Regions from separate parts of the Zea mays genome. Here region 1 is linked to region 2. Evidence: chromatin contacts called from public Hi-C data. All regions are on one chromosome and are shown on one strand. The core of a region is the stretch at or near the end of the contact, and the rest is flanking DNA. Distances in the headings are between cores, read along the strand shown. Region 1 holds the start of LOC103647074 (G-box-binding factor 1). Region 2 holds the start of LOC109944559 (a long non-coding RNA gene).

Region 1 (5,948 bases), core at 131-2,630, 85 kb before region 2:
ACGTCCGTGTTATTAGCTTGTGTTGACGGCGCCAAGACCAGTCGGAGAAAGCGATGAAATCCACCGACGTGTCCTCAGTCCTCACGCACGCCTCTGCACAAGAACATGCAATTCGAACACGACTAGCAGCAGGAGCCAGGTGTACGGCATGAGTAGAGCACTGGTAGTGGTGGGCAGAAACAGGAAAGGCGAAAAAGTGCAGTGCAAGTCATGCGCACATGTGTCCTCGTTTGAGGGGAACAAGTAGAGAGGTTGTCTGCCTAACAATGGCAACATCGTTACTATAATCGTAGTAAACCAGGTGAGTGATGCTACGTCATCTGCCGAGTCAAGTACAGGATTACGCAGAGATTTTATTCAAGTATAGATCGAGCATGAAAGGTAGGAAAGCGATGTGCCTCTTCTTTGAGCTGCTTGTTCGCCTCCTTGAGCGACAGGTACTCCTCCATGACCACGTCCTTCTCCTGCACCGTGGCCGTCGGCTCATCAGTGCAACTCGATCGAAAGAGCGGCGTACGTGAAGACGACATTACACCAGATGCCGCCGCCGCCGAGCAAGGTGCGGTGGTACCTACCTTCTTCATGCTCTCGTTCTGCGACGACAGGTCGGCGACCTTCCTGGCGAGCTCGTCCCGGATGGCCTGGCGGCGGAGGATGGTCTGGCGGGCGGACTCGCGGTTGGCCAGCACGCGCCGCAGCCGCTTCGCCTCCTTCTCGGCCTGTCACGCACGGTGGTGAAGACGGCGGTCGGTTACGGAGTCGCGCGCGATTGTGCCGGCCGCGAAGCACGGGCGAGCAGCTAGGTACTTACTTACATACCTCGGTGACCGCGTGCCGGGGCCGGGGTCCGTAGCCAGTCGTCGCTGGCTCCGGTACGGCGGGCTGCTGGTACGCCGCCTGGTGGGACGGCGGCGGCGGCGGGTGCCCGCCAAAGCTGGAGCTGCTGGAGCACGGGGAGGCCTGGATGCTCACCTCCCCTAGCTCCAGGCTCAGCCGCGTGCTCGCCTCGTCCTCCTGGTCGCCGGTCGTGGAGAGTTATTCGTACGTTAGTTAGGAGTTACGATTAAATCTTAATAGAGCAAGCAAAGCGCTGCGACGGTGACGGCGACGGCGGTTGTAATCATTCACCTGGTGAGCAGAAGGAGCGGGAGTAGCGCGCCGCACGGGCGGCGGCTGTTCGCCGCCCGGTCCGGCGACCCCGGCCATGTCGGCAAGCGCCATGGCGGCGCCGAGCTCGACGTCGACGGTGACGCCCCGGCGGCATTGCCGCTGGCCGTCGCTATCGTCGGACATGGCGATCGAGCGACCTGCTAGCTAGATGCCGGAGCTTCGCATGGATGGGAGAAACAAATATAGAGAGGTACGTGCGGGAGGCGATCAGGCGAGAAGAGGGTTGAACGGCGGAGGAGCGGTGCCAAGTGCCCCAAGGGAAAGCCAGAATTTAAATATCTCCCGCGCCGCCTCGCGGGCAGGCGGCCACCCCCGTCGCGCCCTGTGGAGCCCGCCTCGCCCGTGCGCGGCCGCCACGTGTCGGAGAGGCTCGCGCCGCCCGGGCTCACCTCCACGCAGCAGGCGCTCGGGGGACACGCGGAGGCCGGGCGCCCCCGCGACCGGCATGCAGACTGCGGAGAGCGGGCGGGCGGGCGGTTCGTGGGCCGAGCCGGGCGGGACGAGGGCCCCGCGTGTCAGCCCGGTGCGCAGCGCCTTTGTTGGCTTGGCTCAGGCTCAGGCTCAGGGCTCAGGCTCAGAGCTGGACGCGGTTCACGGTCCCACTCGAGCGAGTCGCGACGTGCCGCGCCCCTGCGCCGGCCGGGTGGCCGCCGCCACGCCGGAAGCGTCTGGAACACCATGCTCTCGCTTCGGCCGTTCGGCGCGCGCAAGGCGCAACCCAATCCGGCTCGGCGATACTGCGTGCTGGGCCTGCGGCACGGCAGGCAGCATTTCTGTCAGATTAGGGTAGAGATGGCAACGGGGAATTCCCCGTCGGGTTTTGGCTCCCCATCCCCGTCCCCACGACGAAAAAACTTCCCCGCGGGGATCCCCACGAACGCTTGCGGGGGACATTTCTTCCCCATCCCCGTTACCCGCGGGGATAAATCCCCATCGGGGATCCCCGTCCCCGCTTAAATTATAATTAGATCATACTTAATTTGTTATTAATGTAAAACATTTTCACTTATACACATTGTTAGATGTAAAAATCATTATGTGTACATTAAAATGAACGCATTTGTACAACTAGTGATCTCTTGGCAAGATAATTATTTATTTTGTATCATTAACTATTATATGAAAACATCGTCACATGTAAGTTTAACGGGTCCCCGCGGGGAACGGGGATGGGGAATGCTTCCCCATCCCCATCCCCGTTTACCCGTCGGGGGAGAAATTTTCCCCGTTTACATCCCCGTGGGGGAAGAAATTTCTCCATCCCCGTCCCCTAATAGAGGAATTCCCCGCGGGGAATCGGGGATCGGGTCCCCATTGCCATCTCTAGATTAGGGCCTCGCCTCACCTGGTGCTGATGCCTGGTGCCTGATTGGTCTGACGGGGGAGGGAGAAGCGTGCGCTGACCACTGATTGCTGAGCTTGTCCGTGTGCTCGACCAACCAGCCCAGTACAGTGTCCATCTCTCGTAGCTCAGGCCGCGGCAGTAGCGGGAATCCCGAGACGGCAACCGACCCAAACTGCGTGCCGTACCTCTACATGAACAGGAGCTGAATCTTGGATCTTTTTGTTCTCTGACGCTCGGGTGCTCGACCAACCGCCGAGAAGTATGGAGGCCTGACGCCTATGGTACCACGTATTATCATATATTTGCCGCACTTGTCTAAAGGACCCTACATCTCACCGCTGGATCCACTGAATCTCCCCGCCCCCCAAAAAAGCTTACTAGGTAGCTTTTGGATAAGCCACGGTGATTCTAAACTTTCTACCGTAGAATAGAGAATTTATACTATAGATTATAATATTGATAAAATTAAAGTTTGAAATATAAAATGAGATAAGATAACTGTTAGAGACAGTCTAACTCTTGATTTATTGTGGTGTTTGATTACCTATAGATTTTTTTAAGAAGTTGGATACTGCGCAAAATCCAAGACATATCCCATTAACAATTTATGAAGGGATTGTAAGATTTTAGCACACAATCCAATACAAAAATCAGGACCCGTTTGGATAAAAATGAGATAATAGAATGAGATACTGAGAATGAGGCACAAAAACCCAAAGTAAAGTTGATAATTGAGATTCTGTGAAGCAGCACAAGATCCAATACATAAAACGCGAAGCGTTTGGATCTACGACAGACCAATTTTATCCGATCATATGAACTCCTACCTAAACAAACACTGCCCAAATACATAGTAGATTTCGAAAGCTAGGTTTCAAAAGCTGAATTGGTGCAAGCTATAGATTGTAGGAGCTAAAGTAAAAGCATTGTTTGTATCGATAGATTTTAAAAGCTTAGGTAGACTAGCTGTTGAGATCTGACACGTGGGCTTCAGCACTTGGGAGTAGGTGAAACGAATAACACGACAAAACTGATGGCTCAGGGCTCAAATGTCTTGTCAAGTGTGTCACGTACGTGAACGGGGCGAGGGTATTTAAAGAGTAACCAATGCCTTAGAAACTAAAATACGCTCATACCCTTAGGTACCTACTACATTCCCTGAATATATTGTACAACAGGGTAATTACAGGACAGTTTAGCTCCACTTGTTACACCGCATAAATACACCCTCGATGGAGGCTGGCAGGTGGGCCAGCACGTCCCAATCTGTAACAGGGGCCGACGCACCACGGGTCGAGTCATGCGCCCCTCTTCGCCCTTGTAGTCTTCGCACGGGTTCCTGACGAAGTTCTACGATGGCGAGGGATCAGTGTCGATTGTGTTTGTGCCCTGTTCGCTGCCTGCTCGGGTCAATAATCCTTCGCTGTTGATCAGCCCCCAACTGCCTTTGTCAATCATGTAGCTTCCTGGTGAGGGGCCACTCCAAGACCTGCACGTGATCAAGTAGCTTCTTGGTTGTTTAAGAGTGATCGAGGTCTAGGTCGACCCTTGTCCCAATAGTAGCCCCCGTGTGACGGAATCTCCCAAGTCATTAGACCCACCTACAGTTGTCCTTGTCTAGCGGACCCCGGACAATCCTGTAGATGCACCTGATCACTCGACAAGTTTGGTATCTGTATCCTTTACCTTTCCCAAGAGCGTTTCACTCGTCACACAGATATTACAACACATCGGAGGAACGAATAAGAGTGTTATTATTACAGACCATCGGTATATGAGTGCATAAGTATTATTATTACAAACTCGAGAGGCAAAAACTCCTCCCGCATAAAAGTATAATGTTTTTAAAAGGAGGACAACATCCTCCCGAGGCTTCACTCTTGAGATTCTTCCTTTGGCACCACCTTAGAGCAAAAGCAACAAAAGTTTGCTGCTTCCTCACCTACAACAACATGGGTTTGAAAACCCTGAATACGAAGTGTACTTTCGTAAGTCTTACCCGTCAAAATAAAAGACTCTTAAGGATATGCTGGCTTGAGGGAGTCAAGGTAAGGCTGAATCAAGAATCAAGACTTTGTTTGCAAAAATGCTTAATAATGGTGGATCCTTAAAAATCCAGTTTTATTAGCAAGTTAAGTCATTACCTGAATCTAGAGTTCTTTCTACCCTAATTCAAGCACTTGGCCTATACTAGCCATCCTTTTATCATCCCTTTAAGTTCATGGGAATGCTACGTGTAAGTCAGTGACCAAGTCTTCATGTCCGAGAAGTAACGGCGATCCGAATCGATTAATACTCAGTTGAGGATCTTTAATCACACGACATATGTAGCACTTAACCCTTGCATATGTCAACTCGCCACCGGGGTTCTTAAGACCAGACCGGGTTCACGCCAACCGAGAGCACAGATACACCACCGTCCAGCCTCTTGCCACGGAGGGTACACGCTACTCTCGCCATCTCTCCACTCCCATTGCGTGTTGTCCTATTCTGGTATTATTCTGCCCGAGGCAAAGCTTACCTATGATGAGGCATGTGACCAGTTAAAGGGTCATCGGTCAGCAGGCCCACATCGACACGGTCCTTAAGCGACTCAGACGGAGACACTACACTGAGACTCTCTTCTTGTGCAAGTCACCCGCCCGGTCTCAGCTTTATCATTTCAACCCAAAGTTTGGTACCTGACAGAGGTACATCTTTTTCGATGTTGAACCCATCATGGCCATGATGGATTCACCATCAAGTTTTGTTTTGAAAACATCCCATCCATTGTGAAGCATTACCTTTTGTTAAAAACAAAACATTTGTTTTTCTAAAGAGGACTAAGCATCAGAAAAACCTTTTTAAGAAAATAAGTAATCAAGGAATGGTAAAATAATTCAAGGAAGGAAATGCAGCAATTTGTTTAACACCCAACTCCTATCACCTAATGCATCAGTCAAGTGATAAAGAGTTTAAAACAGCAAGGAGGTGGCAAATGCACCGGGGCTTGCCTTGAGTTGTAGGAGAGTCGGGTTCTGCTCCACAAATATCGAAATAAAAGCAGTTCCCGTCAGGTGGGTCTTCAGGTGGTGGTGGTGCAACTCCTTCTTCAACCACTACTTCTTCCTCGTTCTCTATATATAATCATATATAACCATGAATGCTCATGTAATGCTTATGAAAATGCTATAATAGAAAAGGTTTATCAAGTTGTATCTTGAATACAACTTTCCTTCACGGTACTCCAGGGAACTAGGGTTTTTGGAGTCAGTTCTTCATTTCAGAGGGCAGATATTACTTAGAAGACTAGGGTTTTAGGTTTAGGGATCAAACAATGTCCAAAGCAAGTCAAACTTCACACAAGGCTTCTAAATATTATTTTAAGCTTATCCAAAAAGTTTGGTGCTTTTTGGAGTTACTAATTAATTTCTAAAATTCCAGGAGTATAGGT
Region 2 (5,977 bases), core at 2,391-4,890:
CAAACCCACATCCTGTGCACTCACTGGGATCTGAAAACATTAGGTGGACTAACCTCTCCACAGGACGAAAAGGCAATGGAGTTGCAATTGCAAGCACACAAAAAAGTGGCATGCACAAGAAAGTTTATATTATGGCAGATGTTCTTCGGACTTCTGTTTATCAGATACTTTCAGCATTCATTGATGACCTGCAAGCTAATGCAAAACCATCCAGCTTAGAGAAGAACTGGATCAGTGAAGGGAGAAAGCCTGTATATTGTTCACAAGCCGTGTTGGTTCAGAAGTTGATTCTGTTTATTGAGTACCGAGCTGTATGAACTTGGTTCCATGTCTCTCAGATCCTTTGCTTGCACATCAGATCATACTTGGATGGAAGTGTTTGGTTCTCGAACTTGCGGAGCTTGTGCTTGTTCATCTTACACTTGTGGGGAGCAACCAACAAAAAAAATTGTTGCTCTGTTCATTTCACTTGTTTATGCGTAGTACATGTACAAGCTATTGGCTGCAGCACAAGCAATTAGATTTTCAGATAGGTGTCAGGCCAAATGGAGCAACTTTGTGCTCAGATCATAGGAATTTCCATTGGCATCTATTCCAGTGCTCTCTCCACCTGTATAAGGTTTGACAGTATTAGTAGCCGCAGTGAAGATTCTTTTACAGACTAACATGCCAAAGCATCAAGCTAACCTCGTCTAACGGCCCTTGTCAGAGTACTTAGGGATCTGGTAGCTCTAGAGGTAGTCTGGACCTGCCGCCTGTTCACAAGAAAAAGTAAATAATACAGATACGATTAGTTCCATACTACTACATTTGAGCGACAAGTGCTCATGTATGCTACTCAAAACAGTTTGGTGTGTGGAAATCAATTTACATGAAGAAACAATAACATGCTCAATGTGATGAGGACAATCAGCAGTTGAATCGAACATAAGCTAAATAACAACCAGTCAAGATTATGATTTCATCGGAAACAGATACGTAGTAAAAACCGATAAGCATCTTGTTTTTCTACAAGCCATTACAGCACTTGTCAGATGAACAAGTTCATCGAATAGTAATACAAAACTGTCCTCCTTTTCATACGCATGGTAAAAACCAATAATTGAAACAAAAAAGTCCGCAAGCAACAAAGTACACATCCTGGTAGTCATCATCATTAGCATAAAAATACTCCACCTCAACGAACAAGACGAACTTGATCACCTCAGCACAACCAATTGGACGGATCAACTCGTACACACAGGCTTGATTACTACTAATAACCCTGTTGTTTCCTGCTTTCGGAACGACAACCGCCGGCTCTCAAATCCACTATCATCTAATTTAAATAAATTAAACACCGACAGCTGCTAATACACATGGAAAACAAAAAAAGTGTTCATCATTTCAACTGCTCCAAAACCTGCGCTTTTTGCAGTACGATTCGTCTATATTACATAACGTGAAGAACGACGAAGGGTACAACAGTAACGGATTTCTAACAGATACGTAATGAAGCTTCATTGAGCTGCTTTCCTGAAAATGCTTTCCTGAAAGACATATTCAGGCTACTCCAGCACAAGCATCAGCAATGCTGTCACTTTGTGTAATAAAAAGAGTGAGAAAAAAATCGTTTGAAAGGTCTTTCATTGGTTCTTCCTTTAGCCAACCGTGTTCAGCAGCAGTTGGGATCACATATCTGAGACAGACCAAAGATAGGCTTCTTGCTCCGGAAAGATACCAAGCAGTTAGACCAAATTACATTCTCAACAACCATCATCCTTCTAAATTCCACACGCAAGCAAAATTTTGCCATGGAAAATGACCCGCGAGCTATTGAATTGAATTGAATCAGTCACGGAACCCAACTGAAATGAGTGGCCTAGGAAACCTCAGCCGAAAGCTCCACAATACCTTCTCTAGCTTCTCGAAAGAGTCGACCTTGAGTGGGATCCACCCCTGGATGGCCTCCCCGGCGACGGCGCTGAGCCACGGCGGCCACCCGGCAGCCACCTGCTCGCCCTCGAGGCTCTTCCGCAGGCTCCGCAGCCGGAAGCTCCAGGACGCGGCCGCCACGGCGACGATGGCCTTCCCTGCCTCCTCGGCTTCGTCCTTGACCTTCTCTAGCCTCCTCGCCGTGGACGACGAGCTGCACAGGGAAGGCACGGCACCGGCAACGGGGCAACAGACCCCTGGGCGCGCGGCTGGCTCCGGTCCCTGAGCCCGCCGGATGAGTCGGCCGCCGGCGTCACCGAGACGGTGTTCTTGGACGCGACGCAGCCCATGGCGGTGGCGCACTATGAACACCACCGAGCGCCACCGACCATACGCCGAGCTCACGCATGGACACGGACCAATAGTCGGCTCCTTCTCCGCTCCCAAGCCTGACCACATCCGCCCTCACACCAGCATTGTGCTGCGAGCCGGTGGACGTCCGCGGGAGGTAGGGGATCCTCGGTGGCGGTTGTTTGCCGGGCGGCTGCATCCTCGGCGGGGGTAGTTAGCCGTGCGCGCGCAGGGAGCGGCATGACAGTGTGCGAGCGGCAACCGCGCGCGTAGGGAGCGGCAATCACGGCGGGGAATCGCGGCGGGAGGCCGGGCGGGCGCGACGTGCGCGACCCGCGGGAGGTGGGTGGGGAATCGCGGCTGGGTGGGGGCGGGCGCGGTCCGCGGGAGGTAGCGATAGGGAGGTAGGGGATCCGCGACGGCGGTTGTTTGCCGGACGGCTAGATCCTCGGAGGGGTAGTTAGCCGTGCGCGCGCAGGATCCGCGGGAGGCAGTGGCGAGCGGGGGCAGTCTACACATGGCTCTTAATATTTGTAGAGATTATGACATACTTTTTTATTATTAATATAACATTATCGCTTATACAAATTATCAGATGTTACAAATTATTATGTGTACATAAAATTAACACATTTATATAATGAATGATATCTTGACAAGATAATTATTTATTTTATCACTATACATTACATGAAAATATAATTATATTTAAGTTTAACGGGTTCCCGTGAGAAACGAGAATGAAGAATGCTTCCTCATCTCTGTCCCCGTTTAATCGCAGGGAGGGTTTTTCTCGTTTACATCCCCGTATGAGGAGAATCTTCCCTATCCCCATCTCCTAATCCATCCTCATCCTCTAATGAATTAATTCCTCGAGGAGAATCGAGGATCAGGGCCATTGCTGTCTCTACTAGAGCTAGCATGCATAAGCCCGTGCCGCGGATAGGAACAGGATACACGCATGACATGCCTTGTTTCCGCCACATATTGAAGCTAACGGCATATACAACCCATTTAAGTAACCTATATCTTAAGAAATATCTAAGGATTTAAGCGTAAAGCAACATAAGAGATGTATCTTGAGTTCTTGACAAAGGAACGTTTCTAGCATGATTATCTAAGTCTGGATATAGTTAAACTCATAACTTGAGAGGTTCCAATAATTAAGATATAATGCTTAGATATATTGATTTATATGAACGAGTTTCTTATATGTATCTAATATTTAGATAACCCCAACTTACTATCTAAGATTGTACACGGTCCTAAGTACACGCTGCGGGGTACTCGTCGTTTTGCATGCATGCCGCCATGCGTATCTGGGTTCTCATTGGAGTCGAGCGAAGCGAGCGAGGCTTTTATTGGGAAAAATCTCCTGGCACTGAATAATATATAGAGAATAATTTTATGTGTATGACATGTAGACCAAGTAACATTAACGGACAGCTATAATTTTCGGTGGTATCTTTTCATTTTATCATGACACTCTCACTCATCAATCATGGTCACGGGTTGTGGTCGCGTGTCATCTTCCAAGCAAAGCAGTGTTCAGACAGACACCAGATTTCTGCAGCACTGGGGCTGACTGCCTGACTGGTCGATATTCCGGCGTGCCATACGAGCGTGACTGCATGAGATGACTATTCAGGCGGCAATCGGCAGGCACAGTCGGCATACACTAGCCGGCTTGTACCTGCAACCAGCACAAGCTACGAGTTCGACTATGCTACGCCAATACGCCATCACGCCATGCCGGCGATCCATGTTGCGCTCAGAATTTCATGCATGGCAGATAACTAACGCTCTGCCGCGTTCGCGTTGTTTGATCATAGGGCCTAAACTTTAGTAGCTATCATGTTAGATATTTATATGTCTATTATTATTGGGCCTGACTCAGGTTAATATTGACTCAGGTTAATATTCAATAATAATCAATGACAGAGGTTCAATTTAATATTACGGTGTACTAGTACTGTAGTACCATACCGGAAGTTCAAGAGACAATTCATTCAACTTAAATAAGTGGATCATTGGTGCATCTATCGAAAAACTGAGAAAAGGATAAAGAACTGCCACACGCGCGCCGCTGGCCGGGTCGGGCCGTGGCTGTTTGGACCTTGGTCCGAATATTCCTTCCTAACGGTTACGCATTTTGGCGCATCCTGTCCGCCCAACCCTAATCGGACGACCCGATTTCAATTAAGCCAGATCTAATCCCGACCGCCCGATCCAGATCTGACCGCCCTCCTCTCACTCTATCTCACCCGCGCCCTGCAGATGGGGCCTGTCGGTTAGGCCGTCTCGCCCTAGGCAGCTGACACCCCTGGCCCGCTGGTCAGCCCGCGCTCGCGTTCGCGCGCGCGTCTGCTCGGCCAGATCTAATCGGGGCCGTTGCTCGCTGATCCGATGGCCGAGAACAACCCGTACCCCTTCGCGTGTGATTTTTACTAAAGAGACCCTGAGTTCTCGGGTAATAGAACCCGTCGTCCTTAGACTTTACGCGTAGGCCCCTGAACTCTTATAAACAGAGCCCTGCACTTTTAAATAATTACATAATTGGACCTATTTTTCACATTTCAAACTTCAAAACTTGTTTATTTCATATCTTTTTCATATGAACTCCAAATTTAGTGATTCAAATTGCAAAATGTTCGTAGCAATATTCTCTGTTCAAATAAATTATGTTCATTTACAGTATGTACACTCTAATTTTGTGTCTAACTATAGGTTAGTGTATGTGTTGATTTATTCACTTAATAAAATAAATAAAAAGGAAACCCTAGTGGTAAAATATATGCTTAATATTGCGAAGATGATAATAATATGTGATGTATGAACTTATCTCTGGTTTGAATTAGATATCTCATTAAAACAAGTAGAATTAGGTTATGTAACCATGGAGATAGACAACACTTAAAGAATAATCAACTGCTAAATGAGATTAGTTCACCCTATAATTTAAACTCCCTTTTGAGTTCATACTTTTCCTTTTGAGATGTGTTCCAATGTTTGTACATGATTAATGTGTTGTTTATTTGTCATTTACCAAATGTATTGAATGTATGATCGCTTTATTTAAACAACGAGTAGCCCTTGGTTCATGTGTGTGTTGCCGAAGATCTCCCTGAGCAACAATCTCGTGAAGGCAAGTGTCCTCTAACCTATTATGTCCTACTTACTCTATAATTCATTGTCCCGCATTACATTATTGAAACCTAAGGATTGACTAGTCTCTATTTACTTTTCCCCTTGATTTTCTATCTCCTGGACTGGGCGCAAGATTAAACCAAAGTCCAGGGGCTGTTACGAAAATGTTCCTAAGACACAGAGCGCCCCTGATATGGACGGTGGGTTTATTTCTGATAACTCTAGGGGTTCCTCTGAAAACGTCATGGCTGAAAGGGTATCGGCGATCACAGTCCGTTGGATCCATACCGAGCGTCCAGATTAAATCAAGTTCTCATTCGAATCGGTATGCGATGCTATGCGTTGGATTTGAAATCAATGGCGCTGATTTAATTAAATGAAATGATGTTATCCTCCTCTGATCTTGGGCGTGCGTTGACAGATCAACGGCTCCCGACCATGGCCCGAAGCGATATGCTCGGAGTCGAATCCGGACCGTCCCTGATGCATCCAACGCCCCCCCGCACGCCCTACACTCCCCGACGCCGAAACACGGCGGCGTAGGGCCTCCCACGGTGGTGCCATT

The links. Hi-C and Micro-C count contacts between places; a contact is called where the count stands out from the background.
Region 1: a contact with region 2 is called in a Hi-C map of leaf, with 5 times the contacts expected there. The contact joins the promoter of LOC103647074 here to the enhancer-like site in region 2. A contact is called at or near these places in 4 of 25 Hi-C or Micro-C datasets (bundle sheath, ear, leaf and 1 more).

Annotation. Positions count from the first base shown.
Region 1 is chr2:147,424,540-147,430,487 of Zm-B73-REFERENCE-NAM-5.0, reverse strand. LOC103647074 (G-box-binding factor 1) reads right to left here and starts at 1,380. Exons shown (of 4, transcript XM_020549333.2): 1 at 1,129-1,380; 2 at 820-1,014; 3 at 576-719; 4 at 253-464. The coding sequence starts at 1,293. The coding sequence ends at 354.
Region 2 is chr2:147,341,499-147,347,475 of Zm-B73-REFERENCE-NAM-5.0, reverse strand. LOC109944559 (a long non-coding RNA gene) reads right to left here and starts at 762. Exons shown (of 2, transcript XR_002267640.1): 1 at 688-762; 2 at 545-610. Within about 2 kb of position 3,640, at least 6 of the 20 cell types and tissues checked have an H3K27ac peak or open chromatin away from gene starts, as enhancers often do. A contact at or near this core is called in bundle sheath, leaf and tassel, where this site is marked.